Regions from separate parts of the Gossypium arboreum genome. Here region 2 is linked to region 1. Evidence: chromatin contacts called from public Hi-C data. All regions are on one chromosome and are shown on one strand. Each heading gives the region's core, a stretch centred on a gene start, on an enhancer-like site or on the middle of the called end of the contact. The rest is flanking DNA. Distances are from core to core; before and after follow the strand shown. Region 1 holds the start of LOC108482411 (DNA cross-link repair protein SNM1). Region 2 holds the start of LOC108483574 (3beta-hydroxysteroid-dehydrogenase/decarboxylase).

Evidence for each region. A called contact is a pair of places that touch in the nucleus more often than the background predicts.
Region 2: a Hi-C map of leaf shows a contact between it and region 1, with 5 times the contacts expected there. The contact joins the promoter of LOC108483574 here to the promoter of LOC108482411 in region 1. A contact is called at or near these places in 2 of 5 Hi-C or Micro-C datasets (both in leaf).

What each region holds. Positions count from the first base shown.
Region 1 is chr6:118,014,950-118,018,018 of ASM2569848v2, forward strand. It overlaps LOC108482411 (DNA cross-link repair protein SNM1), which reads right to left and starts at 1,787. Exons shown (of 10, transcript XM_017785538.2): 1 at 908-1,787; 2 at 616-813; 3 at 1-184. The coding sequence starts at 1,603.
Region 2 is chr6:118,153,095-118,156,161 of ASM2569848v2, forward strand. LOC108483574 (3beta-hydroxysteroid-dehydrogenase/decarboxylase) reads left to right here and starts at 1,675. Exons shown (of 12, transcript XM_017787042.2): 1 at 1,675-2,126; 2 at 2,214-2,303; 3 at 2,379-2,512; 4 at 2,605-2,775; 5 at 2,862-2,987. The coding sequence starts at 1,895.

The sequences.
Region 1 (3,069 bases), core at 537-3,036:
CGTCTGCAACATTAGAAAGCTCGGTTTGCATCTTTCTTTTGTTGCTTTTGGCTGATCCTTTTTCATGTCTGGGATGATCCATATGTGGCTCAGCTGCACGTAAGCCTTCTTTTCTGAGTTCACTAAGAGCATGCACAATCTTCTTCCTAGGGCCAAGTGCAGTAACACCTATGCTGAACAAATCCTGCAAAAAGAAGAAAAACGAGGAGAAGGGAGCTTCATCCAGTGAAACAAGCTCTGGCATGTGAAACTTATATGAAATAATAGGAAAAAGAAACATCTATGAAACAACAGCCAACACTACAACAGTACGACAATCTGGGACCTACAAGAAAGATGGCTTCATATTATTCAGAAATAATTAACTAGCTTCCGTGATTTTAGCACAGTACGAAATTTCTAGTCATAAATTTCATATTTTAGCAACTTCTCATGCTTATCGCAAATAGTTTTGTAACAATAATCTCTTTGTTAAATTACCACAATGATAATTTCCGATCCACAAAAATTCTGGTGATATCCACATTCCTAAACCATTTCCTATTCCAGAGCCGTAAAACATATGGAAGTACTATACTCAATACGAGTATCCAAGAGACAGTCTAAGCAGCATACCTCTTCGGTCAACCACTTTAGAGTGTCCCAATCAACCTCTTCTCGGACAAAAGCTGCGGCATATTTTGCTAAACCAAGACCACTTAACCAATTAACAACAGGGGAGACATCAACAACTTGTCGAGGAGACGAAAGGGGACCATCTACAACCTCAGGAAAGCTATGAAGCTCACTGTCAACACTAGAATGAACAACAACCTACGAATAATCACATGTACAACAGGAAGCCAATTACCACAAAGAAGAGCAAATAAGCATTACTATACCATAGGAAGATGAATATTGAACTTACTCTTGGAGGCGGATTCTCCACCTTGTCGAGACAACCATTGGTGTGAACTAGCCGCTGCTCTTCATTCAAATTCGTAATATCAACCCCACAAAGCGGACACGGAACTGAACCATTGTCTTCACCATTTCTTTCATTTTCAACTCCATTGTCTTCTTCTTCTTCTCGAGACACTTCTTCTTTTTCTTCCACCTCATCGCATAGCTTAAGTAACTCATCAAGCTCCTCATCTTCCTCGCAAACTTCACGGAATCCCTCGCTTAATTCTGATATCGGCCTTATCAATCTCCACTCTACTGAATTACACATATAACCTTTAGTCAATTCCAATGACTCCATTTTCTTCTCGTCACATTTTCCAGTATCAGATTCCTTATTTTGAGCAGAGGTTGAATCAAAACTAGAATCGATGCTGGAAGGTATTAAATCCAAGCCGCAAATATCGTGAAGATCGGGGAGATCATCGGATCGAGTTGCTGGAATGGCGGAAACGACGGCGTTTTCTTTCCCAGGGTTAGCGGAGTGCTTGCGTTTCTTGAAAGGAGGGTGGGGAGTGTTGGAAGGTTTAAGGGGGGTTTTGTGTGAGGTAGGTTTTAGGGAAGCTGAAAGGGTTTGAGTTGGGGGAATTTGAAAATCGTCGTCGTCGTCGTCGCCGGCAGCGGCGTAGATAAGCTGGGATGCAGTGGATCTTGAGAGCATTGCTCTATGTTGGGGAGAGGACTCAGCGGAGCGTGGCCGAAACGGTAGAGACTGGATTTGAGGAACTCGGGACGGTTAGGATTTAAATTATTTTCACGGGGCACATTGGAGGGAAAACGGGGCATTCCCTTAAAAGGAAAGAACCAAACAAAAAAAAGATGGCTACTGCTAAGTCACCGTACCTACCCCATTCAACGTTTTAACTAAATTTTTAAAATATTAGGGGCATGCTTGGTTACAATCCAATTTTGTGGGCCTACCAGAAACCATAGTTTGGTTCAATAGAATGCCTATTACGGGCCTATTCTATTATGTGTTTAAGCATGGAATAGGAGGCATTCTTATTCCGTTTCATCACCACTAAATACGCAATTAATATAAGTCTCGTTTTCATTTTATCCTCCGATTTTCTCATCTCAAAAAGCTCTTACTCAACCTGATCTCAATCCTGACCTCCTTTGCTTCCTTTGTCTCCTACCAGTAGCAATCCTCCCTCAGATAAACCTTTATCTTTTTTGTTATTCCTTTCAATTTCCTCTGCCTCTTTTAGTAACCCTAACAAGACTAGTTCAAAGTCTTGAAAATGGAAATGGCAAATCTATGTTTTACCAAAAGGGTTATCTCCGTCTCCATCTAAATCTCTAATATGCCAAAGATTTTCCCAGATTTGCAATTGATTCATCTGCCTGTAATTATTTTTTCTCCCATTTTGATTTCCTTTTTTTTTCTATTTTTTCATTAAATTAGTAGAAATAATAGGTTTCTTTTCAGTAATGGTAAACCATCTAAATTAAATACATTAAATTCTCAAGATCTTATCTTGTTATTATACGAAATCAATTTAGTATATCCTATATAATTTTGAAGATTGATGCTGGTTTTATATTGTTGAACTTTAATGGTGTTGTAACACCCCGTACCCGAGTCCGTTACCGGAGTCGAACACAAGGTGCACACAGACTTAACTTAATTGTTTCACTGTCCATAAAAAAAAATTTCCAGACTAGCTGGCTACTACGTCACTGTCGCCTTAAAAATCATATCTTGAGTTTTAAAGCTTGAAAATCAGTTTCGTAAATTTTCCCTGAAACTAGACTCATAAGTCCATCAACATATTTTTTTTCTAGAATTTTTGGTCGGGCCAATTAGTACAGTTTATTAGTTAAATTCTCCCCTAATCCAGGGTTCGACTACACTGACCTTCATGCATTACGAATTGGATATCTCCCTGTACAGGGCTTCAATACTGATGCCGTTTGTTTCCATAGAAACTAGACTCAGAGAGGAATCTATACATATATGGCATGACTCCTAATTATCTCTGGTTAATTTACAATGAATTTCCAAAGTCGGAACAGGGGATCCAGAAACCGTTCTGGCCCTGTTTCACGAGAACTTTAATATCTCTTAACATATAACTCATATGACCGTTTCGTTTCTTCCATATGAAAGTAGATTCATCAAGG
Region 2 (3,067 bases), core at 425-2,924, 140 kb after region 1:
ATTGGCGAGGTTTTCGAGTGAGGCGAGCTTGTGGACTAGGTCATTGAAAGATCTAAATTGGTTTGTTAAAGCGATGATAGACGATGAGGGTTTGTAATTGTAGGGTGAGAATATACGAAGTGTTGGGGACTGATCCTATATGCAACGAAGTAGTAAAAGTAGAAAAGAACAAACACAAATAGTTTACATGGAAAACCCTTAAAGAGGGAAAAACCACGGGAAAATGAGGCTTCAACTTTTCACTAAATGAGTAAACAGACGAGTGTACAATATGAAGAAAATAAACCTAAAAGTACTAAACGTACAATACCCAAAACCCCGAATATAAAGCTTAAAATTTGAAAGAACAAATCAGTAAACAAAACCCTAAATCTTATAAAGTACTTACAAACAGGGTATAAAATACTCTCGGTAATTACCACAAAACTCTCACCCAAACTCATATGCGACTACATCTTGTCGCCCTCAAAGAAAAACCCTTTGTTGATTGGCCTATCAAAATAGGGATATAATAACCCCTTTAAATAGGACACAACTAGAGTCCTAATATGACTATAATATTCCTAGAATAATCAAAGTTTAATTAAAGAATAAATAGTAGAGTTTAACTAGGAGAAGAAAACCCAATTGAATTTGGGAACACATCACCAAGTCGCGACATTGTTTTCCTCTCGTTGGGACGTCGTTTGTCACGTCATCACGACGCCGTCTCGTAAATATGAGGCACACCCACACGAAGCAAGTGTTATTTTGGTTTCAACGTTCGCCTTTTCTTTTTTCATAAACATAAAACAGTTTTAACAAATGGAAAATATAGAAAACTACGTTAAAAGAGAGAGAGAGGAGGGATGAAAATAGAGGAGAATGGAAAAAAGAAAAAAAAGGAAAGTTAAAAGAATATAAAAGAAAAAAATAGATTACTCAAAACAAAAAAAATATGAGGATCAATTGTATACTTTAACTTAAAATTTTTGTTTGAAATGATAATTTAACGTGCCACGTTAGCTTACCCTTAAACCGTTAATGGCAATTTACAACCCAGTGACTATAATATTCCTAGAATAATCAGAGTTTAATTAAAGAATAAATAGTAGAGTTTAACTAGGAGAAGAAAACCCAATTGAATTTGGGAACACGTCACCACGTCGCGACATTGTTTTCCTCTCGTTGGGACGTCGTTTGTCACGTCATCACGACACCGTCTCGTAAATATGAGGCACACCCTCACGAAGCAAGTGTTATTTTGGTTTCAACGTTCGCCTTTTCTTTTTTCATAAACATAAAACAGTTTTAATAAATGGAAAATATAGAAAAACTACGTTAAAAGAGAGAGAGAGGGAGGGGATGAAAACAGAGGGAGAATGGAAAAAAAAGAAAAAAAAAAGGAAAGTTAAAAGAATATAAAAGAAAAAAATAGATTACTCAAAACAAAAAAAAATATGAGGATCAATTGTATACTTTAACTTAAAATTTTTGTTTGAAATGATGATTTAACGTGCCATGTTAGCTTACCCTTAAACCGTTAACGGCAATTTACAACTCAGTGACTAAAATATTATAACACGTTAATATAAGTGATTAAAACGTAATATTTCAAACATAAATGACTAAAATATAATTTTAAATAACAAAAGTGTCTATATTAATAGTTTTCTCATTATTCTTATTATATATTAAAAGGAAAACGGGTAAAATAAAATGAGAAAAGAATCAGCCAGGAAGGGCCTGCTGCCTCGTTCGCTGGCTCACAACTCACAAGTCACAGGTTACAGAGTTCACTCTTCTCAAGTTCAGATCGAGATCTCTCAAATTGTCCGACTCTCCAATTCCCCTTATTGTTAGCTCCTCGTCTCCTTCTTTTATATTTCCAGCTGCTGCGAAATTTTGGGGCAAAATGTCGGGCGAGGAGAGATGGTGCGTGGTAACGGGCGGCAGAGGATTCGCCGCTCGTCATTTGGTCGAAATGTTAATAAAATACGATATGTTCGCTGTTCGAATTGCCGACTTGCCTTCTAAAATTGACCTCCAATCGCACGAGGAGAATGGACTTCTCGGCCAAGCTTTACGGTCCGGTCGTGCTCAGTACGTCTCCACTGATCTTCGCCATAAAGCTCAAGTACTCAAAGGTCTCTATTACTTCAAAAAACCGCATTATTTTCAGTCGATTTATAAGTAACACTCATTTTGGAACTGTTTTTTAATTGTCTATGTAGCTTTGGAAGGAGTCGAGGTTGTTTTCCATATGGCGGCTCCTAATTCGTCGATTAATAATTATCAGCTTCAACATTCGGTTAATGTTCAAGGTATCTTTTAGTGTTTCGGAATTTATTTCAATTTCTCTTTTTTTATATATATATATCTTTTACTGCAATCTGCAGGTACTAAAAATGTTATTGAGGCTTGCACTGAACTTAAAGTGAAAAGGCTTATCTATACGAGTTCCCCGAGTGTTGTTTTCGATGGGATTCACGCAATCTTTAATGGGAATGAATCCTTGCCTTATCCAGATAAAGTACTAATTTCAATCAATTTGCTTTTCTTTAAGTAGGATTTGGTATATGTTTTTTAATTGTTTGCAATTGATTCACTATTTCATTTTTTCAGCATAATGATTCATACTCAGCTACAAAGGCGTTGGGAGAGGCATTGGTCGTCAAGTCAAATGGAGTTAACGGGCTTCTAACTTGTTGCATACGTCCTAGCAGTATTTTTGGCCCTGGAGATGGGTTGTTGGTTCCATCTTTGGTTGCGGCAGCCAGAGCAGGGAAATCCAAGGTGGTTATGTGACTTTTTGTCATTATTTTTCATAGTGTATGCCTCTTTGTTGTGTCTTCTTATTTGTTTTTGTTTTAACTGATTAGTTCATAATTGGTGATGGCAACAATGTATATGATTTCACTTATGTTGAGAATGTGGCTCATGCTCATATTTGTGCTGAACGAGCTCTAGCATCTGGAGGAGAAGTTGCAGAAAAAGCTGCAGGGAAGGTACTCTTTTAATTGCCTTCTGCTTTTGTAATCTGTATTTGCTATCAAATGGAAATGAAGTTTAGTGTGCAAGACATAGT